Regions from separate parts of the Mus musculus genome. Here region 1 is linked to region 2. The links are chromatin contacts, called in public ChIA-PET maps. All regions are on one chromosome and are shown on one strand. Each heading gives the region's core, a stretch centred on a gene start, on an enhancer-like site or on the middle of the called end of the contact. The rest is flanking DNA. Distances are from core to core; before and after follow the strand shown. Region 1 has its middle 10 kb from the start of Gm40378. Region 2 overlaps Dnah6 (dynein, axonemal, heavy chain 6).

Region 1 (4,353 bases), core at 1,142-3,641, 69 kb after region 2:
GTGAGGGAATGCTGGTGGAGTCTTCCTGGACAGGACACCTCAGGTGTGGAAAGGGAAGCCGAGCCCCTGGGGGTAGAGCTGGTTGTACAAGGGTGAGAAGGAATGCTGGGTTTGCTGTGTCTAGGAGACAAGGGAACAGTGATCTGAGGTCTCGTGACTGCCTGGGCTGCTGCTGAGGGCACAGAGAGCCTAGGGAGACTGTGGGAGTGTGCCCAGACCTCGTGGACGGGCTGTGAACAGCTTGGGAGTTCAGGACCATTCCTTTATGCACGCATTTCATCACCTTGAACATGGACAGCAACTCATCCCACAGGACACTGGCCAGCAGAAATGACACAGTGTAGGCTGAAACAGGTTTGCTCTGTAGCCCAGGCAGGGCCTGAAACTTACCATATAGCCTAGGCTGGTATTGAACTAGTGGCAGACCTCCTGCCTCAACGCTGTGAGTTCTGGGATTACAAGCAATAGCTAGGACACACAACCTTAACGGTATTTTTTTAATGGACTGAAGTTTTTAAATAAAGAGCAAGAATCTTTTTCTTTTTCTTTTCTTTTTTTTGTTTTGTACTGCATTTTCATGCTGAGTACTGTGTTCTGCCTCCCATTTATGTAAGACAGTACTAGTCTTGTTTTCTCACAAACCTTATCATTTAAGAGCCTACACATTTAGCTCACATCACCCTTAAATTGATGATTGTAAATAGCATGAGATAGCAGCCAAGACTGAGTTTTAAAAAAAATTGTTTGATTATTTAATGTATGAGTATGCTGACTCTGACACCCCAGAAGAAGGCATCGGCGCCCATTACAGATGGTTGTGAGCCACCATGTGGTTGCTGGGAATTGAACTCAAGTCCTCTGGAAGAGCAGTCAGTGCTCTTAACCACTGAGCCATCTCTCCATCCCCCTGGACTGATTTTGGTTCCTCATGGTTTCCATGCCTGGCCTGGTGTTACAGTTCTGCTTTTACTATTGGCACATCCGGCTATATATCTCATCTCCCAGGGGCCGTCTCTATCCCTAAATAGAACACAGTCCCTTCTTGAATTTTGTACAACTCACCTTTTTTTTTCATTGTTAAAGATATATTTTTATGTGTATGTGTGGTGTTTGTGGGTGGGTTTGTGCATGAGAGTGCAGATGCCCCCAGAGGGCAGAAGAGGGCATCGGATCACCTGGAGCTGGAGTTATAGGCAGTCGGGAGAGAGCTGCCTACAACTCCTACAACTCATTTTTTTAACACTATTTTTTTTTTATTATTATTAATCCTTTGGGAATTTCACACTATGCACCCTAGTCCCACTGATATCCCAGTCCTTCCATATCTGCCCTCCACTCTTCTAATGCCTGCTCCCCCACCCCCAATAAAATAAAATAACAAACCATCTTGCTGACCTCTGGGCAGCAACCTGCTCCTCTATCTATCAAGGCCTTCTGGCACCCGTCACAGCAGTCAGTGCTCCAGCTCCACTGTGTGTAACCTGCTCCTCTGCTTTTCCCACCTCTCTATCACATAATCGTTCATTGTCATGGCACTGGAAACTATTGCCTTTTGCCCAAATAACTTTACCTGCAAATGTTCATGGTAGTGAGTTGTTGGTCTGGGTCAAGGCCTCTGGCTTCTACTACACCATCAATACTGGCCCCTCACCAAGACTCCTCTGGGATATCCTGCTGTTGCCCTAAGTCATAGAGATCCTGTGGCTTTTCTTCTGTAGGCCTGGCCCCTCCAGCTCATAGATGGAGTCAGTGTTGGGGGTGGATCTGAGCCTGGGCAGTAGCTGAGCTGTTCAGCCAGCCAGCTCTCCCATGCCCATGCCATGGGGGCCAGCTCTCCCTTGACCATGCTGCCTGGACCAGCTCTCCTGTACTGCCCAGGTAAGGGATGGGCCCAGCTCAAGCTCAGCATGGCCCTTTTGACATCAACGTGGCTTCAGGTGGCAGCTCAGGTCATAGACATCTGCATGACCCTTGGTAGCATGGACTATGGACATCAATACAGACCCCCACTGCAGTAGGGACAGCTATGGACATCAATAAAGACCCCTACTGCAGTAGGGACATGACCCCAGACATGGTCCTCAGCATTAGCATGGGCCGGGACAGCAGGGGCCTCTCACATCACTGCCATTGCATCTCCAGTTCTGCCTCTCTTCACAGTCCACAAAACCATTCTGTTTCTCTTCCTCTCCCGTCTCCCCACCACATACTTGCTCACGGTCGTGGTACCTGCCTGCCCACATCTGAAGGCAGTGGGCAGGCCTCTGCCACAACTCATTCTTGACACTGCTGTGCAGTAGATTTGCCAAGAGAAACAACAGATGTGCTCAGGGTGACGGCTCGGGTCACACCACAGTCACAGAGAAGTCCTGGCCAGGGAACTTTGCCCTCCAGGTTTACCACAGTGCGTCTCTCATAGCAGGCTGGCATTCAGGCCTCTCCTCCTCAGCTCAAACTCCCAGTGTGAGTAGCTCGATGCAGTCTCACTACTCCAGCTGCTGCCAGCTCGGAAAGTCCCCCCCCCCCTTTTTTTTTTCTGAAGAGTCTGCCGCAGTACTTACTGTATCTTAGTCCCAGCTCCTCAGGGGATCCTGGTCGTGAAGATGAAACACAACGGCCTTTGGAAAATGTCTTAAGTAGTCACTGTCCCAGGAGTCTCCTGCGAGAGCTTCTGGTGTTACTCGTAGGTGGGACTCTTGTCCTGCTTCCCTGACCTCTCCCTTTAGAGTCACATCTTCACATCAGCTCCCCAGCACTGACTGCTGTGTCCCAGCCTTTGGTCCAGTTCTCACCTCACCTGCCTGTGTTAACTAGAGACCCCGCAGGTAAGGGGTGTCATCTCACAAAGTGCTCCCACTTCACAAGCCAGCCACAAATCCTGACATCGCCATACTGCCCACACTTGGCGTGGTTTTAGGTTGGAGAGTTCTGTAACTCCCTACAGACTAATTTGCTGGGGTGACCCAACTCGGAAACCACAAGTACGTAGGAACATAGTTTTGTTATAAAACATCTTAGGATCAGCCAACTAGTAGAGAGGACTACCTCAAGGACAGGAGGGTAGATAGGACAAAGAGCCTCAGTCCCCGTGGAGATGGAGTGTGCCACACTCCTGCTGCTTCAGCATTAGTCCTGAGATGCCAGAGAGGACTTGACTTTTCTCTCAGGAAACGAGAAGGCTGCGGAGCAAATAGACTTCCTGCCAGGCTAGCCCCTTGGGAATTGGAGGAGAGAGGATCGGGAGTTTGAGATGATTCTCAGCTACAAATTCTGGGCTACATGAGACTGTTTCAGAGCTCTGAGCGGTTTGGGAGGGATGGAAATGAGTACGTGTGAAGTAAAAGTTTAACCAGCAATGCCCATCTTGAACTTCTGGTCTCCTGCTTTGGGTCTGGTGATTCTGGGCTCCCAGGTTACAGTGCTTGGCTACAAGTCTTCTCTGAGGAATTTTTATTTAACACTGAGCTCTCGGAGAGGACGAGTTGTACCTGGGAACCAGAGAGTTTAATGTGTCCCCATACCCTACTCTGTCATTTCATCCTGGCCACTTAGAAAGACGAGAACAGTTCCCTGTGGATGTCCCTTGGAGGGCCTTTGACTTTATGATTGCGTTTGTTTACTTGGAATCCTGTGTTCTCACTTGGTTGTGAATCTCCTATTAGAACTCTCTCTCCTGGGTAGGTCATTAATTAGGACTTTATCTCTCACATATTTGAATGTTGGTTGTCCTTTGACCTTTGCTTTGGGAGCCCCTCCCTTTAGTTTGTAAGCATCCTGAGTTGTCATGGTAGGTGGACAGTGGTGTCTTAATACCAATGGTGTCCTAATACTTAAATAAGACCCTCAAGTCAGCCACCGCGAGAAACTTTTACCACCTTCAGATCTTAGTTGACAACGGATACAAGCTGTTTGTGAAGCTGGTGAGGCCAGTGCTATGTGTGAGATTACAGGAAGGAGTGGTGGCCTACACAGAGGAACACAATCACTGCCCAGGCCAAACCCTGACATGGAGGGAGGGGGATGCATACCCTGACTAACCCACCCTCCTCTCTTATGTCCTGATAGCTGAACCGGGCAGAAAGCAGAGAATGTACAAGCCCATTTGATGCCATCAATAGGACTGTCTCTCAGGGACACAGAATCACAGCAAAGATAGAGAATGGGTCCAGATGACCAACTAGAAACTTAGAATTTCACCCTCTGAGTCATATTTGTCCAGGGTAGCAGCTGGTCACTTTGGGTCTTACACATCTGCAGAGACAGGCTACAGGCTATGTTTGGAGCAATACCTAGTGGCTCCCGGGAAGTTTGTGATAGACATTTGCTTTTTAGAGGAGTAGGGGCTTGACAGAG
Region 2 (4,350 bases), core at 140-2,639:
AGCTCATCTCCTTCCTCAACTCCAGGAGATCCAACATTCTATTCTGTCCTCCTTGGGTACCAGACATACACACACAGTGCACAGACATGTATTTAAGCAAAGCATTCATACCTGTTAAATAATATTTTTTAGAGCTGTGAGCCCACACTGACATCTTAGAGAAGAACATGTATTCTCTAAGAATGGTGATAGCAAGTAAGGCTATGGGACAATTTTAATATCAGAAAGCAGCCTCTTGTTGATTTAAAATACCATGAATTTTTAAAAGCCAGGGAGCATTGGAGATGGCTCAGCAAGTAGAGGAACTTGCTTCCAAACCTGGTATCCTGAGTTCACTCCTTGGGGCCTACCTGTTGGAGAGAGCTGACCCCATATGCCTGCTGACCTGCATATGCCTCTCCCATTTGGCACATGTCCCCCAAAAATGTAATTTTAAAAGTGTAAGTAATTAAAGATATTCTAAGAACATTTTACATCTTGCAGGGAACTGTTCTTGATTGTGAGCCAAGGTATCCGAGAGTGAAGTGTTATGATGTCCGCAACCCACTTTAAGTGACAAAGCAACAGGCACACATGGGTGTGTGGACAGGCGTAAAGTAAATGGAACAATTCTTGAATCTGGGTGGGAGGGGTGTAAGCTTGTGCACGGTTCCTTCGGCATTTCCATATATTTGGAACTTCGGATAAGGGAGAGTACCATGCTGCAGTCTCTATGCAAGGAGAGAGAGACTGCAGTGAGGTGTGGGACACTGGGACACTGGGACAGTCTGTGGTTCCCAGGAGAGGGAGCTTGTACCTGGATTTCAGCCAGCCAGTCCCTGCTCCCTCTCCTAAAGACCCTGCTAACATCTGTAACATTGATTCTTCTGAAAACAGACTTTATTCTGGGCCAGCGAGAGAGCTCAGTGGATAAGGGTCTTTGTAGCCAAGGCTTAAGACCTGCATTTAACCTCTGAACCCATACGTTGGAAGGATAGAACCTATTTTCATAAGTTATTCTCTGGCGTCTAAATATGTTTTATGCATGTGTGTGTGCATGCACACACATAGTCTATGTAAAAATATTTTTGTTAAATTAGGGAAAATTCAACACTGTTAATGCTGCTTATTATATTTCTCTTTGAGGTGTTTATCTACAACTTCTCATAATAAAATAGAGACAGAAAAATTTTAACATATTGTAAACCAGTTCACAAAAACCGATAGTGAACAACAACTACCCTAAGTACAGAAATCCTGAAGCCGTTATTAAAATCAAGAATAAGGTCATCAATATCACTATCACCTTAGTGTTTGTTTTGGTTCCTGTTCTGTTGCTGTAGAGAGGAACATGATCAAGGCAACATAGAGAAGAAAGCATTTAGTTGGGGGTTTGCTTGTGGTTTCAGAAAGAAAGTCCATGACCATCGTGGTGGTGAGTAAGGCAGGAAGTGGGTAAGCATGGCGCCAGGGAGGTAGCTGAGAGTTGTCATCTGACTTGTGAGCAGGAAACAGCGAGAGAGAGAGAGAGAGAGAGAGAGAGAGAGAGAGAGACTTCTGAAGCCTCTAAGTCTCTCAAATTGTTCCTCAAGCTGGAAAGCAGACATTCAAATATATATGGGGACCATTCTCATTCTAACTACCACAGTATCAATTCTTCATTTTTGTCAGGGCACCTAGAACAACTGCCTTAGAATTTGGATCTGGAACATTCCTTAAATGCATATGTGCTGAAGGCTTGGTTCACAACCAGTGATACTACTAAGAAATGGCAGACACCAGAAGCTGGGGCCCACTTGAGTGTTGAGCGAAGCAGGTTGTCTGGGACATATGTTAAGGGTGTGTATGGTCCTCGGCTCCTTCCCTTTTCTTTCTTTCTGCCTCCTGGATGCCACAGCCGCCTCCATCACATGCTCCATCAACACTTTACTCTGCCTTGTTGCAGGTCCAGAGCAGAGCTGGCTGCCCAGGGACTGAAGCCTATGAAGTGTGAGCCTCAGTAAACCTCTTCTCTTTAAGTTCATTTCCTCAGGCATTTTGCCAGGGTGACAGAAACTTATGGAATGAAGATTCAGAAAAAAGCTTTCTACCACAGGCCAGATAAATGTTTTAAGCATTATGGGCCATAGAGTTTCTATTACAACCATATACTTCTGACATGGAAGCAGAAAAGAACTCTTGGGCATTATGCAAATAAATGGATGCGGCAGCCATCAATCCAAAAGATTAGAGTGTTCAATTTGACCTATGGGTCATAGTTTGAAAACTAAATAAATTAATTGGTTCAGTCATAAAGGCAGGAATATTAGAATTAGTTATATCTGTTATTTACATATATATCTGTGATATATATGTATATATATCGAAAACAAAAGCTGAAAATTAAATATGAGAATTTAAAAGGATATTATTGACAATAAACAGAATTCCTTAATTTCATTCTTGTGTATGTGTCTGAGTATGTGTGCACTACATGTGTGTGGGTACCCATAGCATCCAGAAATGGGTGTTGTATCCCTAGAGCTGTAGTTACAGATGGTTGTGATAGGAAGTGAACTCAGGTACTTCAGAAGAGCAGCAAAAGCTCTTATCTGCTGTGTCAGCTCTCCAGACCCCTGACAGGGCCTTCTTTCAAAATAAGGAACCAAATTAAAATAGTCAGCAATCATTTTTACATGAAAAAGACAGGACCTTATTATAGAGAAACTATTTAAGCACTAAAAAAATAATCAAAAATTAAAAGAGCCAAATGGGAATTATGGGAAATATGACATGAAAAATCTTCATCAATATAGAAAATAATTTAATTTAATAAAATGTGACACTTATTTTAATAAAAAATATTAATCAAATATAATATGACTTACATCAACAATATGAATCACTGTAAATCTGTGTGTCCAGCACAAGTAAAGACCCGAGTCCACAAATGTGTGGCTGTGCACACCCTCGCCTCCATTACGATCAGAAAGAATAGTTCTCTTTCTGGTGGGCAACTTGAAGCGCTTTTCCAAGTTATCTTGGAGGCAGAGGCAGGCAGACTGATGGACTCTCAAGGCCAGCCTGGTCTGCATAGCAAGTTCCAGATCAGCCAGGGATAGATAGTGAGAACCTAGCTGGAAAAACTCTGTGTGTGTGCGTTTGTGTTTGTGTGTGTGTGTGTGTGTGTGTGTGTGTGTGTGTGTGTGTGTGTGTGATCTGTTTGCTTGGGGTTTCCTTTTTTAACTTACCAGAGGCTCCAGCTTCACAGGCTGCTGTCTCTTTCTGGTCCTCTCTTGAGCTTTTGTGGTATGCCTAAATACCAGGGTTGGAGGTTCAGGTTCATTTTCTTTGAGTGACACATAATTCAGAATTCCCTTTGCTTTTATTTTGTTTAGTCTGGCAAGTATAGGATTTTCTTCTGCCTGGTGTTCAATACTTTTCAGGTCAATTTCATCCTCTGTGCCTTGGAAAGCCATCCTTATTCCTACACAAGTGGGATAAAGAAAAGAAAAAAAGAGGTCAGTGTTGGGAGCCGCGCCCACATTCGCCGTTACAAGATGGCGCTGACAGCTGTGTTCTAAGTGGTAAACAAATAATCTGCGCATGTGCCAAGGGTATCTTATGACTACTTGTGCTCTGCCTTCCCCGTGACGTCAACTCGGCCGATGGGCTGCAGCCAATCAGGGAGTGACACGTCCGAGGCGAAGGAGAATTCTCCTTAAAGAGGGACGGGGTTTCGTTTTCTCTCTCTCTTGCTTCTTGCTCTCTTGCTTCTTACACGCTTGCTCCTGAAGATGTAAGAAATAAAGCTTTGCCGCAGAAGATTCTGGTCTGTGGTGTTCTTCCTGGCCGGTCGTGAGAACGCGTCTAATAACAATTGGTGCCGAATTCCGGGACGAAAAAAAAACTCGGGACTGGCGCAAGGAAGATCCCTCATTCCAGAACCAGAACTGCGGGTCGCGGTAATAAAGGTTCCCGTAAAGCAGACTGTTAAGAAGGATTCAACTGTATGAATTCAGAACTTTTCAGCTGGGGAACGAGAGTACCAGTGAGTACAGCTTTACGAGGTAAGTCTGATCTTGAACTTTCTAACGAAATTCAAGACAGTCTATCAGAAGTAAAGTGGAATATGTTTGGCCTTGAATTTTTTCTGGTGTTAGGAGCCCTTTTGTTCCTTTTCACATGTTATCAAGTGATTAAGATAGGGCTGAAAATTCTAGAGGAAATTCAGGACAAGCTATCAGAAGTAAAGCGGGGAGAGAGAGTAGGAGCAAAGAGGAAATATGGTACACAAAATAAGTATACAGGCCTTTCCAAGGGTCTTGAACCCGAGGAAAAGTTAAGGTTAGGTAGGAATACCTGGAGAGAGATTAGAAGAAAAAGAGGAAA

Evidence for each region. ChIA-PET counts read pairs in DNA pulled down with a chosen protein or histone mark.
Region 1: an RNA polymerase II ChIA-PET map of memory CD8 T cells shows a contact between it and region 2, with 41 read pairs. The contact joins two enhancer-like sites. A contact is called at or near these places in 2 of 115 datasets of contacts at active chromatin or transcription factors (embryonic stem cells and memory CD8 T cells) and 2 of 9 other capture datasets (adipose tissue and liver).

The regions. Positions count from the first base shown.
Region 1 is chr6:73,277,565-73,281,917 of GRCm38.p6, forward strand. No RefSeq gene overlaps it. Among named protein-coding and RNA genes, the nearest start is that of Gm40378, 10 kb to the right of the region's middle. Within about 2 kb of position 2,392, at least 30 of the 459 cell types and tissues checked have an H3K27ac peak or open chromatin away from gene starts, as enhancers often do. A contact at or near this core is called in memory CD8 T cells, where this site is marked.
Region 2 is chr6:73,209,227-73,213,576 of GRCm38.p6, forward strand. It overlaps Dnah6 (dynein, axonemal, heavy chain 6), which reads right to left. Exons shown (of 77, transcript NM_001164669.1): 2 at 3,210-3,445. The coding sequence starts at 3,437. Among named protein-coding and RNA genes, the nearest start is that of Dnah6, 10 kb to the right of the region's middle. Within about 2 kb of position 1,390, at least 106 of the 459 cell types and tissues checked have an H3K27ac peak or open chromatin away from gene starts, as enhancers often do. A contact at or near this core is called in memory CD8 T cells, where this site is marked.